Regions from separate parts of the Mus musculus genome. Here regions 1 and 2 are each linked to region 3. Evidence: chromatin contacts called from public HiChIP or PLAC-seq data. All regions are on one chromosome and are shown on one strand. The core of a region is the stretch at or near the end of the contact, and the rest is flanking DNA. Distances in the headings are between cores, read along the strand shown. Region 1 has its middle 55 kb from the start of Gm52717. Region 2 has its middle 20 kb from the start of n-TGccc3. Region 3 overlaps Bach2 (BTB and CNC homology, basic leucine zipper transcription factor 2).

The links. HiChIP or PLAC-seq counts read pairs in DNA pulled down with a chosen protein or histone mark.
Region 1: an H3K4me3 HiChIP or PLAC-seq map of embryonic basal ganglia shows a contact between it and region 3, with 4 times the contacts expected there. The contact joins two enhancer-like sites. A contact is called at or near these places in 1 of 484 Hi-C or Micro-C datasets (bone marrow-derived macrophages), 3 of 115 datasets of contacts at active chromatin or transcription factors (embryonic basal ganglia and embryonic stem cells) and 2 of 9 other capture datasets (adipose tissue and liver).
Region 2: a contact with region 3 is called in an H3K4me3 HiChIP or PLAC-seq map of embryonic basal ganglia, with 3 times the contacts expected there. The contact joins two enhancer-like sites. A contact is called at or near these places in 2 of 484 Hi-C or Micro-C datasets (bone marrow-derived macrophages and liver), 5 of 115 datasets of contacts at active chromatin or transcription factors (astrocytes, embryonic basal ganglia, embryonic stem cells and 1 more) and 1 of 9 other capture datasets (liver).

What each region holds. Positions count from the first base shown.
Region 1 is chr4:32,103,788-32,108,344 of GRCm38.p6, reverse strand. No RefSeq gene overlaps it. Among named protein-coding and RNA genes, the nearest start is that of Gm52717, 55 kb to the left of the region's middle. Within about 2 kb of position 1,269, at least 35 of the 459 cell types and tissues checked have an H3K27ac peak or open chromatin away from gene starts, as enhancers often do. A contact at or near this core is called in embryonic basal ganglia, where this site is marked.
Region 2 is chr4:32,208,262-32,212,397 of GRCm38.p6, reverse strand. No RefSeq gene overlaps it. Among named protein-coding and RNA genes, the nearest start is that of n-TGccc3, 20 kb to the left of the region's middle. Within about 2 kb of position 1,402, at least 8 of the 459 cell types and tissues checked have an H3K27ac peak or open chromatin away from gene starts, as enhancers often do. A contact at or near this core is called in embryonic basal ganglia, where this site is marked.
Region 3 is chr4:32,506,974-32,511,221 of GRCm38.p6, reverse strand. The region is part of intron 2 of Bach2 (BTB and CNC homology, basic leucine zipper transcription factor 2); the gene reads right to left. Among named protein-coding and RNA genes, the nearest start is that of Bach2os, 63 kb to the left of the region's middle. Within about 2 kb of position 2,016, at least 71 of the 459 cell types and tissues checked have an H3K27ac peak or open chromatin away from gene starts, as enhancers often do. A contact at or near this core is called in embryonic basal ganglia, where this site is marked.

The sequences.
Region 1 (4,557 bases), core at 20-2,519, 400 kb after region 3:
TTTAGTAAAAATGCTTCAAGGTTTTCTCCAGTTACATTATTTTGGCTTGTTGTAAATTGTCTTTATTATATCATGATGGCTTGAGATTCTCTAGGGCTTTTATCATGAAAGGATGTTAGGTTTTGTCAAAGGCCTTATTTGCACCTAATGATTATGTAGTTTCTGACCTCAAGTCCGTTTACACGGTAGATTACATTTCTGATTAATAAATATAATGGTTCAATTGTGTTGATGCATGCCTTACACTCTGGCACGGAGCCAATTTGATCAGAGGAGGTAAGGCACAGATCTTTTTATGTTCTTGAATTCAGTTTGCAAGTATTTTGTTGGGAATTTTTGTGTCTATGTTCATCACAGTTATAAACCAATAGTTTTCTTTTTGTTGGGTCTTTGTAGCACTTGGTATCAGGATAATATTGGTGTTGTAAGAAAGAATTTAGAAACGTTTCCTCTTCTTCTATTTTACAAAATATTTCTAAGAGTATTGGTGTTAGCTCTTCTCTGGAGGCCTGGTAGGACGCTGTGCTGTATACCTCTGATCCCAGGCTATTTTTAGTTGGGAAATTTTCAATTACTGTTTCTATCTCATTTGTCTGTATGGCTCCATTTAAATTACTAACCTCATCTTGAAACCAATCTGTTTCTTTGAAATTTTCTGGTTTAGCAGGATATAGACCTTCGCAGTATGCCCTCAGGATTCTCTGAGTTTCTTCAGTATCTGTTGTAATGTTTTCTTTTTTGTCTCTGATTTTAATAATTTGGTTCCCCTCTTTCTTTCATTTGCTTACTTTGGTCTAAAGCTTGCTTATCTTGTCAATCCTCTCAAAGAAGCAGCTCTTCCTTCCATTGATTCTTTGTATTAGTTTTCACTTCTAGTTAATTAATTTCAGTCCTCACTTTTATTATCTCTCCTCATGCACTCTTTTCTGGTGTTATTTGGTTTTGTTTTTCCAGGGCTTTCAGGTGCAATATAAAGCTATTAATATGAGATCTTCCAGGTTTTTAATGTAGGCATAAAGTGCTATAAACTTAACTCTCAGGACTGCCTTTCCTGTGTCTCCAGAACTGGTTTCTGTATAATCTCCAGGATTTTTTATAAGAAATCATGTTGTTTTGTTTTGTGTTAAGGTACTATGGTTTGAATGTAGCTACTTAAGCCTGTGGGGCTGTTCCCTCTTAGAGAAGCGAGCTATTTTAAACCCACGCACCCACTTGGGAATTGGTGCTTTTAGGAAGCTATCATCTCCTCTCACAGAAGTGCTGCTGAGAGGGAATGTGGGAGAAGCCAGCCCTCCGCAGGGTGAGAGCTGGGCTGAATGGATGACAGAGTGGCTGCTTTGCTGTCAGGTTTGCCGGATACCTCCCCTCCTGCCTTTAAGAAGCATGCTCTCTTTCCCCCACTTTGTGAGTCTGCCAGACTGATTAATAAAACAAGATAATTCTGGATACAAGTCTGTGCAAAACAGCAGAGTATAAAGGAGCTAATGAGAGGCCCTTGGATGGACGTCATTGTCTTTCACAAAGCATCTTTTGGTCCCATTGTTTTCAGCTAAGACTTCCTGCAAAACAACAGGCTTGGCTGCTGCAGTATGGGCTGCCTGACTCTGGGAGGGCTGACAGTTATCACACCTTCTCCTGCAGGGCTGGGCTGGCCTTCAATCATTCCTTCCCCTCAGTTTCTGTGCAGTAAGTGTGACGATTGGAACTATTACCTGACTCTCCTACTGTGAAATCCAGTAGCAATCAGAGGGATTAAAACTACACTGTGATCAACTGCAGAGACTCCTGCCTCTAATGAGTTTGGACTGAATATGGTGAGTCCAGGTCACAGAATCCATTCAAATTGGGTGGCTCCATAAAACCTGGAGGCTCTTCTGAGGATACTACAACATAGGTGAAACAAAACAAGAGCCAACTCTAAATACAGTTGGAACACAAAAGCTAATTAATCACATTTCTGCCGCACGAAAATATCAAACTACATTTTGGAAGATATTTTCATCCTGTTACTGATTTGCATGCATCACATACATTCTTCTATTTAAAGCTCTGCTGATATGGACATGGAGGAATAGAACTGCAAAAGATGGACCATTTGTCTTCGTTAATGTAGCTGTCAATATATGGAGGGCCTGGATTATGGTGGTTGCAAGTCACTGCTTCCCATAGTCTTCATTATATTCTTGGAAATTCCACGTTAGTAAAAACAAGGTGATGATATTCTAATACATATGTGTGTGTGTTGTATGTGCACATGTTTATGCAGGTATACACATACTTGTATGGATGACATAAGAGATTGAGAAGGAAGGCAGATAGAACTCCAAATAGCTGTTCTTAGCATCCTCGAACTTCAACTGTTTAATTCATACATAACATGTAAGTCAGAATCTGCCAGTAGGTGAGTGCTCAAAACCTCTTATCTCTCTTTAATGCTTAGTATTGCTTGCCAACCTGGTGGGATGTAGGATCACCATGGAAACAAACCTCTGGGCATGTCTGTGATGGAGTTTCTAGACTGAGTTAAATAAAGCAAGAAGACCCACACACACTAAATGTAGACAATACCATTCCATGTGGTCCTTGTGCTGTGGGGTAATCACCAGAGAAGACTACTTGGACGTGGGTTTAAACCAATAGAAAATCTTTATTAGCTGGCTGGTGCCTACACTGGAAACTCTGGATTCCAGTGCAGTCCAGGCGTTTCTCAAGGTGAGCTTTTAAGCACAAAAGCACATCCTGGGTTGACATACTTAAGAAGAACAGTTAGCCAGAAGCAGAACCACAGAAGCCAAGAAGCAAGGTTAGTCCATTCAGAGACTTTCCAAGAACTGTTGGCTTCGATGGATTAGGTCTTTGTTTTGGCTGCTGGTGCCATCTAGATGCTAAGTTATATGGCCTGAGTGGATACTTGCTTCCATCATGGAGTCATTTGTGCTAAGGTCTCTGGACATATTGCACTTGACAGAATAAAAAGAGAAAGCAAGTTGATACTAGCACTTCCCCCGTCTGCTTCTTGACTATGGATGCAGTGTGACCAGCCATCTTGAGTTTCTGGCACCATGTCTTCCCTGCTATAATGGACTGTATCTTTGAACTGTGAGTCAAAATTAACCAGTCCTTAAGTTGCATGTTACATGTTGTCCTGGCAACTAATAGAAACATATGTATATTAAATATGCATATAAATGTACACATACATGTCAGTCTGTCTGTCTGTCTGTCTGTCTATGTGTATGTTTGTATGTATTATGTATATACATATACTGGGAGTGGTCCTGTTGCTGTGATAGGTCTGACCATGTGGTTCTCAGACCTTTAGAACTGGTATTAAGAAGAATTGGGACAACTTGAATCTTTGAACTAGAAAAGCCCTGGAGTACTGCAAGCAGAGCTTAGTGAACCATTCTGATAGAAGTTTGTAAGGCCAGGGATGAAATAAACATGGACTTCTGAGACTTGCTTATGAGGCTTCCAAAGAGAAGAAAGACTCTGTTAGGAGTGAGGCTAATGGCTATTTGTGTGCTAGTCCAGCAAAGAACCTAGCTGTATCTTATCCATGAGAACTCGAGTATGGTTGAATATGAAAGCAATGGACTGGTTTACTTGGCAGAGAAAATTTTAGGAAAGGAGAGAATTCAGGCTTTGGCATGGTTGCTACTCACTGCTCATCCGGGTCTACAGTGAGAGAACAGGAGAACGTGAGCATGAGCGCACGTTTTGTGTGTGTGTGTGTGTGTGTGTGTGTGTGTGTGTGTGTGTAACAAAGATGTAGAGCAAGTAGAGATGAAAAATGTGCAGTTTAGCAGAGTGTGAATTTAAAGATGACACAAGGCAAGTTTGGAAGCATCTGTAATTGTTAATGAGATTAGCACCATTAAAGAGAACCCTGGTACTCTGCACTGAAAAGCAGGGACACTTTCCTGAGGGGAAAATCCCTCCTATCGAGGGCTCCAGGTGAAAATGCAAATGCATTTGAGAAGAGAGAGTGTAAATCGAGAGTGCTTCCCTGCTCAAAAGCAATTGCCTACTGGAAGTGTTTCTCAGGGTCAGCAACAAAAGTTGCTAGGGTCCAAATGGCCCAGGCTCCATCCTAGTCTGGCAAAAGAACCTGACATCATTGTCCATGAGGCTTTGAAGTATGCAAGGTGTAGGGGCCATGGAGTCTTAGGCTGTGGTTCCAAGGAGCCACTTAGGCCAAGCAAGTAGAGGCAGGGTCAGAATTTCTGCAAGGAGGATCACTGAAGCTATGGGACCAAGGTTGCAGTGCAGACCCCAAGATGTCAGACATGTCAAGATTGTGGGAATGTTCTGAGGAGAGCTGCATGCACTGACTGAAAGCAGCCTAAGAGAAAGGCCATGTGTTTCAGATGGCAGTTAGAAAATGAGCCACTTAGGCCCTTTAGAGTCCAGATTACTCTATCATGATGCTTAGATGCTGACCCCAGGGTTTGATGGCATCTATGCTAGGTTTTGGCTTTGATTTGATCCAATCTTTCCTTGCTATGCCCCCGCTCCTCCCTTGTGGACACAAATGTTTACTTTGTGCCCTTGCAT
Region 2 (4,136 bases), core at 153-2,652, 300 kb after region 3:
AAATGAATAATGGATTAAAAGTACATTTTGCAGCTTACATTAGTTACTTTTGTAATGCAAAAGAGAAGCATGATAATGTACTATTCAGCATGCTTTAATATGATTTATACATACACTACACGGCATAAGTAATTCATTACACCCTTCACAGTACATTTCCTGGGCCCAGAAGCTCATGGCTGCCACTATTTCATCGCCTAATCAGGCTGTCTAATGGAGAGAGTCTGGGACCAGGAGTGCCAGTCTCTCAGCCCACACTGATCCAACAACTCAAGGTAAGTGCTGCTCTGGAGTGGGACATGTGCGCACGCAAGAGCAGGTAGATAGCGCCTTGCACATCCAACCTCGAAGAAGGCACCTGGACAGCTACTTTAAAGCTGTAAATGGCTTTGAAGTCTGGGACTACACTGGCATGGTAACTGTCATTCCGGGATTTATCTGTCTTTGGAAACAGCACCTAGGAAAGGTCGTTTCAACATGGCAATGGTCCATTGCTGAGCGTCTGGACATGGGGTCTTCATGAACAGCACCAGCTCAAAAAAAAAAATTCCATGCTGGCTATTTCTGCTTGCAAAGTGTGGATTTACTGAAAGGCAGAGGCGCTGATCTTTGGATTTTATGTCCTTTTCAGAAGAAACATCCCACTGACACTTGGGAGTCAGGAGTGGGGGGGTGGGGGCTTCCAAGGAGTAGACCTAACTTCAGTGAGGCCCAGGGCCTTGTGCAAATGGAGTCTCTCATAGCTTATGTTTAAATATTTAGATGGTATAGATCAAGCTAACAGACTGTTAAATAAAATATGTCCTAGCCTCTTACCTTGACAAATGTATCTTCATGATAACCTCGAAGGCTGGGTTTGAAGTTTGGTTTCCCTCTGAAGATTCCCCAAGTTTAAGCCATGTTTACTTCCCTGGCAATTTGATAGAGGCCAGTGATGGTATCCAGACTGGAATCTGGGCACGCTTTTCGAGGCGTGCTTCAAACTCGGAACTTAGGCTCGGATAGTGGAAGCCTTTAAAACAGCCTTGGCAGGCTTTGATTCCCCAGCAATCCACATTTTAGCCTGGTATCAAGTCTTCAGGGAAAATGATACTGTCTGAGAAGCAAAATGTGCAGATTTTGTACACACATTTTATTTTTTGCTTAACACATAAACCATTACTTGGGGTTCAAAGGATTCCTATTGGTCAATCAGACACAGAACAAAACAATGTCTATGTGACTGTGTGTACCTTAGGCAGTCTGTTTTATAGCTGTTTTTTTTTTTTAATTTTTGCTTGGGTATAGGATTCTTGCTCATCGAGACTCCACTCTCTTTGTTAAAATGTAGAATGCATATTGGGCAAATGCTGCAGGGCAATTTGCATAAAAAGTGATGACAAAGAGCAATTAGTACTTGGTTATTATGCAGTGAAATGCTGCTCTGTTCAGAAGTGGCTCCAGCCCCCCTCCTATAAACCTGGTACAGCATTGTTCTAAAAATAGTCCTAAAGAAACCTCTGCTTATAAATCAGCATCTTTGACTTTCCACTAGCAATCTGGGGTGGGGGGAATCAAAGCACTAAATAAAGTTATTACCCCAGCTCTTTATACCAGGGAACCAGCCCGAGAACGCTGTTAGATAAGGCGGTCAGAAGATTTTTTAGCGTCTCCTTAAGTTAGAGCCATATCTTATTTGATCCTTTGTGATCAGCTTTGAAAGTACGCTGATGCTAACATTCCTTCCTCCTAACACACATGCTCACACACACTCAGAAACGGGTCGTGGCCACACACACAGCTACACCACACACAAGAGTCCCGAGGTAGCTCTACTGAGGAAGGCTTGATTTGTGAGTACAGACTTCATTACCATGAAAACCCTTTAGGGTAAAAATGAGCTGCATCCAGGAAGCCAAGAAGGGAAGCAAGCTGGAAATGTTTGCCCCATCACCTGTGTTATCAGGCTTGTCCTTGCCAGGGAATGAATGGTCTTTTTATTTTTTCTCTTGTGGAACCAACATATCATATAAAACTTAAGCTTCAAGTGTGTCCGCTGTGTGTGTGTGTGTGTACCTTAGGCAGTCTATTTTATAGCTGATGGGGTTTTTTGCTTGCTTTTTATTTTGTTTATTATTTTTGATAACTGAGTCATGAGATATTCATAGGATGAGAAGGAAAACACAGGAAACTACCATTCTTTGGAGATAACCAAACCTTTGGGGGAAGAAAAAAAAAAGAGTGCAGAGATGGCTAGATTACAACTTTTTTCTTTGACTATCAAAAACAAGCTTGGTGGAAAAGATAAGGGCAGGGTGGTGGTGGAGGCTTGGGCGAACACTACCTTATTCTTGATCCCCAACCCCATTTGATCCTCTGTGGGGATCCTCCACAGCAGGGTTTCACAGTGGCTGACCCAAACTAGTTTGGCCAGCATTCTGATGGATCTACTGTTGAGAGGTTGGGTTGGTCCAAGGGGGTTGGGTTTACTGCAGTCTCAGCTTAGAAGCTTACGGCCACATCCACATCCCGAGGACAACGCAGTAAAAGCAGACCTTGCACAGTGCTTTCTCAGCAAAAGCAGCAGGATAGCTCAGCATCCTTCACTGGGCCCAAGTCAGATGTGTTGTGTCTCATTTTTGTTCTCTGCGAGAAGACTAAAGTTGCATAGCCTGTAGCGCCCTTTCAGCAATGTGTTCTCTAACTTGGGGTTTAGTGTATGGTTGCTTTGCACACTGCCACAAATCCATTATTCATACACTTTTCTATTAATTTTTAATGCCTCTAAGTTCCTACTTGATGTACAATGCCATCAGCCGGATATCTTTATAAAAGATGTCTTCGTGACTCAAAGTATCCATCCCTAGTATTCTTCCTTACCAACCCGTTGATGAGATCTTATGATGTCTAAATCATGAGCAAGCCCTTTGCTCTGCAGCGTCCTGCGATTTAGATGGCTTTCTGACTTGCCTCTCCATTGTCTTTAAAATTGGTTGGAGTAGTGAGGCCACTGGGGTAATCATTCACGCTACAAACTGTGACTAAGTATCCTGGAGAAGCTTGGACACTGCTCTCCCTGGAGATCAGAGGAGAGGATGGTCTGGATTCAGAGGGGACTTCAATGTTGGAGGCTCCTGACCTTCGTGGGAAAGTGTGCAGAATTTCTTAAGAGCCAGCTTGGAACTGCCTGGGCAGGACTCCTCCAGCGTCAGCTCAGCAAAGGCCCTGACTGCTTTGGATGGACCGTTAGACAGTCCGATCAGCACTCAGCTCCATGTTTTCACCGACCAGTGTGTGCAGATCGATATGCCCAATCCCCATGGTTTATGAATCCTCACTTTCTCTAACTGCTCCATTCATTTCTGGAAGGTTCTCCCTCTCTTAGCAGTGAATCATGGTTTTCCATCCATCCACCCCTGAGCATACAACACTCTCACAACTCTGCTAAGGAAATGGTCTGACATTTACCCCATCTCTAACCTCTCCCTCACTCTCTACTTTTCTTAAGGGCTCTAACCTCTCCATCACTCTTACTTTCATGAACCTGTGTTTGGCTTGCTAAGTTTAACATTTTTATATAAATACCTGTTCTTCTTTAGTGTGAGGTCTAAGGGGGTTTCGCTCAATTCTGCATTGGGAGTTCCTAGTCTTCTTTGTTGGTTAATATTTTCCCAGTGTGGTTCTTGAATTTAAGATCTTATTGCTTTTCTTTTTATGTAGTAGAGACAGTTTGGCACGGAAGAATATGGTGCTGTGGCTCTGGTCCCACATGCCTAGCCCTGTGCCCATGACTGCCGTCGGCTTCCCTGTGTACTGGGTAGTGTAGAGTGGGGCTTGCTAGCTAGACCATCATTCTGAAAGGTGAATTCACTCAGCATGGAACTCTTAGTTTCAGGGAATGTTTCATTCCTCAATTCTTCAGCTTTCACACCTTAACAAAAATCATTCATCAAGTACTTAACTGCCCAGAGGTGTTTTTGCAAACATATCACATAGTTCTAGCCACAATGGGACTAAGTGTGGCAGAGTCAGGCCTGGGCGTAGGTGGGCATCACTATGGCAATAGTCTTGTAAGACTTTTGCAATTTGGTATCTCTTTTTCTTGTTCTTCTTCCTGTTCTTGTTCTTCTTGTTGTTCTTGTTGTTGTTCTTCTTAA
Region 3 (4,248 bases), core at 767-3,266:
TGGCCACCACCCAGCGTTTCTTTTTACTCTTGGGCCAACGTTTTGGCTCAGTTGGGAACAGCCGTCAGTATTGCTCTCTGCTGCCAGTCAGTCAAAAAATGTGCTCGTGTTGGAGGCTTGGCTCTGACCCACCTAGGGTGCTGAATGCATTAACTTTCCACACCCAGGCCTCCCCAGACTGTGCATAGGAGTCCGTCTCAGTCAGGAAAGCGCACAGTATCACCAGCTAGCTTGAAAGTGGCCCAATGTCAGTTAAAGAGACTTCCAACAAATGTCAGAAGTCTATGGCAAAGTGATGAATTTTATTATATGTACCAAGTTAATGGGGACAAAAGGATCACGTCTGGGGTAACAGGAAGCCCAGAGTGCCAATGCATAATTGCTCCAACTTTCAAAATAAACTAAACCAATCCTTTATGTGGCCTCCGGAGCCCAAGGATTTGGTTAAGAACTAAAACAAATAACTCAAATGGTTGGTATTAACAATTTGTGTGCATAAGTTCTATGTTCCTCCTGTGCTCCTGAGAAATGAAATCACTTTCTTTTTAACCTGACTCCATTACTCCATGCTTAGATATGATAGATTCAATTTTAAAATCTCTGAATTAATTTCCTGGGTCACAGTGTGTCCATCCTACCAAGAATCCAGGTGTTCATACCATGAGAAGGATGTCCTTCAATGGCTTTCTGTGTTTACAGCTGTTCACCTAGCCTGCTGCACACAAGAAATGCTGCAAAGATCCTTACAATAGAGCCAAAACCTGCAGCAGTCTGGTGACATTCCAAGTTTGGAACGGGATGTGAATCCACTAAGATTATTAGGTAACTTTATTGATATCCTCCAACCTGTGCCAGATGTTAAAACTGCCAAAGAAAAGACAGACTAAAAATGGCTCCAGGACTCCAACCTTTGAATGTTTTTGTGTGGAGAGTGTGTTTTTGTGACTCATTTCAAAACAAATCACACCATGCTTTCCCAGTTTAATTACAATCTCAGTTTTCAGGAAGCAAAGAGAAATAAGAGACACAATCCGAGTGTCTCTTCCATTCGGCGTTTAGCCTACACAGCTCACACTTCCATTGGCAAGGTGGGACAGGCAGTAATAGGGATAAGAAAGCTATTCTCAGCAGTACTGGATCAAATAGAGAGCCACTACATCATAAGTGACTCACCCATCCACTCAGGAGTGATTAGTCGGCAGCCACGAAGCCATGCTAATTGGAAAGTGGCTTATTGCCAACCCATGCTGACATGCCCTACAATTCTCTGGCTGCCAGCCGCTGTCTCCCGATCACACCTCTCACCTTTTTTTTTTTTTTTTATAATCTGGTTGGGAAGTGAAATAATTTTTCAAAACTCTCTCAAGTGCTATTTAACTTCTTATCACGAATTAAAAGTTTAATTAAATACTCTGTTAGAGGCCTGGGTCCTATGATTAAATATGACAAAATAATAGTTATGATTACTGATCAAGCGAAGAACTTTATAGCTCTGAACTTTGTCTTAAAAGCTATTATTAACTTTAATTGAAACAGCTAAGAGTCTCCATTATAGGAGAAAGAAAGAAATGTAAGGGATATTTTGTTCGTACATAAAGAAGGGTTTAAAAGTGAACTAATACATACATTAATTTACAAAATTTAATTTGCATGCCACTATGGTTCAAGGCCTTGTTACAAATCCGTATCAAATGCTAATCACTGTGGTCATTTTATTTTAAGAATAAACAAGTGTAATGCAAAGAATCTTTAAAGATGCCTTTGAAATCAGGTCACTTAAAAATATGTTTTATGTGGGTCTTGCTTTTTGGTATGTTCAAGCCGTGCCATTGCCAGAAGAAGAGCATCTCTGAAAGTCTCTTTAAATAGGATGCAGCGGCCTCGGATTAAAAAAAAAGCAACAGGTTTGAAAACAGCTTATGTGTCTCATTTAAAATTAGCTGTCGCTGTGGCTGTCCGCACTGGCCCTCCCTCCCTGCTGTCACCAGCATCCTAAGGCCTCCAGAGAGAGAGAGAGTCACAGTAGCCTGAGTTCCCTGCCAGCGCATGGCTTAGCTTTCCTTCATCCCTATTGAGGCCCCGATTTCAGGGCTGGAAGTCACCTTTGCCTTACTATAAATAAATTCTCCCTTCAGGCATTTCAGAACCACTGTGGCTTGATTCTAACTCTCGGAACCTTCCTTCCCACTTGCCTGCAACTCGTTGCTTGGAATATTTTGCCTCCTTATTTATTTGCTTTTCTTTTCTTTCTTTCTTTTTTTTTTTTTCATCCATTGCCAAGTCTCACTAATGCAACTTGGAAAATTGCACCACAGCTTTTAATGAGGATTCTGTGCTAAGAGCCATTTCACCAGAGAGGGCTGCTCTTTCCTTTTATGGGAATAATAACACCTACTGTTTCTATAGCACCAGCCTTCCAAGAAGTTGAGCATATCATGTTTCATTAATCTGAATGGCAACCTGCCTGTCAAGCTGGGATCCAGCACTGCTACTCTCTGCATACTCATACCGAAATCGAGGGCATTAAACAAAATGATTTTCTCAGGACTATAAACCCAGAAGCAGTTAAGGAGCTGTGATCTGTCTGTATCTTGCCTGCTATGCCTGTGTTCTGGGTTACTGTGTCCCCATTGTGTCACCACTGTCCTCTAGGCTCCTTTGCTCTGCTCCTTTGAACATGCAAGACATCTTAGAATTAGGGGTGCTGACAAAATTGAGCCCCACACTTGCTCTGTTGCCTTTTCTGCAGCTCCTTTCCTGATAGGCTTTGCCTCCCATTTCCAAGATCTTTTCCTGCTTCCCAGCCCAAGCATCTCCCCTCAATTCCTGGCCAGCCACACTAGTTTTCTCTCACTCCAGCATGAACCTAGGAAATGTCAAGGACCAGAAACCTGTAACACAGGGTTAGACTCACAGAGCAATCATGCAGGTCTGCCCCACCACTCAGAGAAGGCTATACTTGGCAGAGCTGAGTCTGCTCCTTGGTCAGTAGATTCCATCCTCTCCTGGGTACCCAGGGACATCCGTTTTGTTTCCTGCATAATCAATCAATGTTTCTTCTTCTGGAAATTTTCCATTAGCTTGAATATTGGGGTTGCTTAGCTCTACTGTAGTTACAAATCAAAGATTTTTTTTTTCTTTTTTTCTTCCTTTTCTTTTTGAGATGGAGGCCTTACTATTGCCTAGCTGGGTTCAAGTGATCTTGCAGGTCTGCTCTACCTCACTCCGTTTGAACGGCTCAGCACTCCTGTCAGAATGTGATCTGATGAAATAGAGAGGTTCCTGTTTGCAGAAGGCACCTACGAATACAGTCCTTGCATCTGGTCACAGTGCTGGGTGTGAGTGACGAATGAGTGCATAGCTTTACCTGGGACACCTAACCCAACCCCTCAAGGCTCAAGGAATACAGGAGAAGAGGGAGCAGAAAGAATATAAGTGTCAGGTGATGAGGGAGCATCTTTGCCGTCCAGGTACGACACGGCCGATGGAGATCCGCACAAGGGTGGGTCCTCCAACCCTTCCTCATGAGGGGTTTCATGAGGCCCTGCTCTTCCTGAGGGGACAATGACTGTTAATGATTGCTGGTGGGGTGGAGTGGGTAGCATCTTATGCTCAGAGGGGCAAAGAAGAGGGATGAGAAGAGGCTCATGGAGGCTGAATATGATTAGAATACATGGTATATACATATGAAATTGTAAAAATAAAAGTAGTGTTTTGAGCCAGATGGTTGTCCTCCAACGTGACTCAGGGATTCAGGCTTCAGCTTCTCTAAGTTCTTGGACACCTTCATTGATGGGAAAAAGGATCCGGACCTACTTTTAGCAGCCTCAGAGTAGAAGTGACAAATTAGTCCATCATCACGCCACTGGCTGCACTCAGCCACACGGCCTACTTGGTTATGAGTGTAGCTTTTCTTTGTGTGTCCAGGAAGGGAAGGGAAAGTGGGTGTGGCAAACTTTGGCATTGTTGGCCATGGTGTGCAAGCGTGCTGGAGTCTTTCCCTATCTGACAGATAAGCTATTTCCCTCCAGCTCCTGGCCCAGTTCTCTGCTTGCTTTAATTAGTGCAGCCTTACAGTCAGCTGAAACGAGGCATTCTTTCCTGTGGAACACAGGTGGGTCTGTTTTCCGCTTCAACTGCATCTGCCTGCCAAGTGCTCAATGAAGTCACAGGCAGCATCCACATCTACTTGTTGAATGGCCTTCAATCCTCCCATGTTCCAATTCCTAACTCTGGGTTAGATTTTGC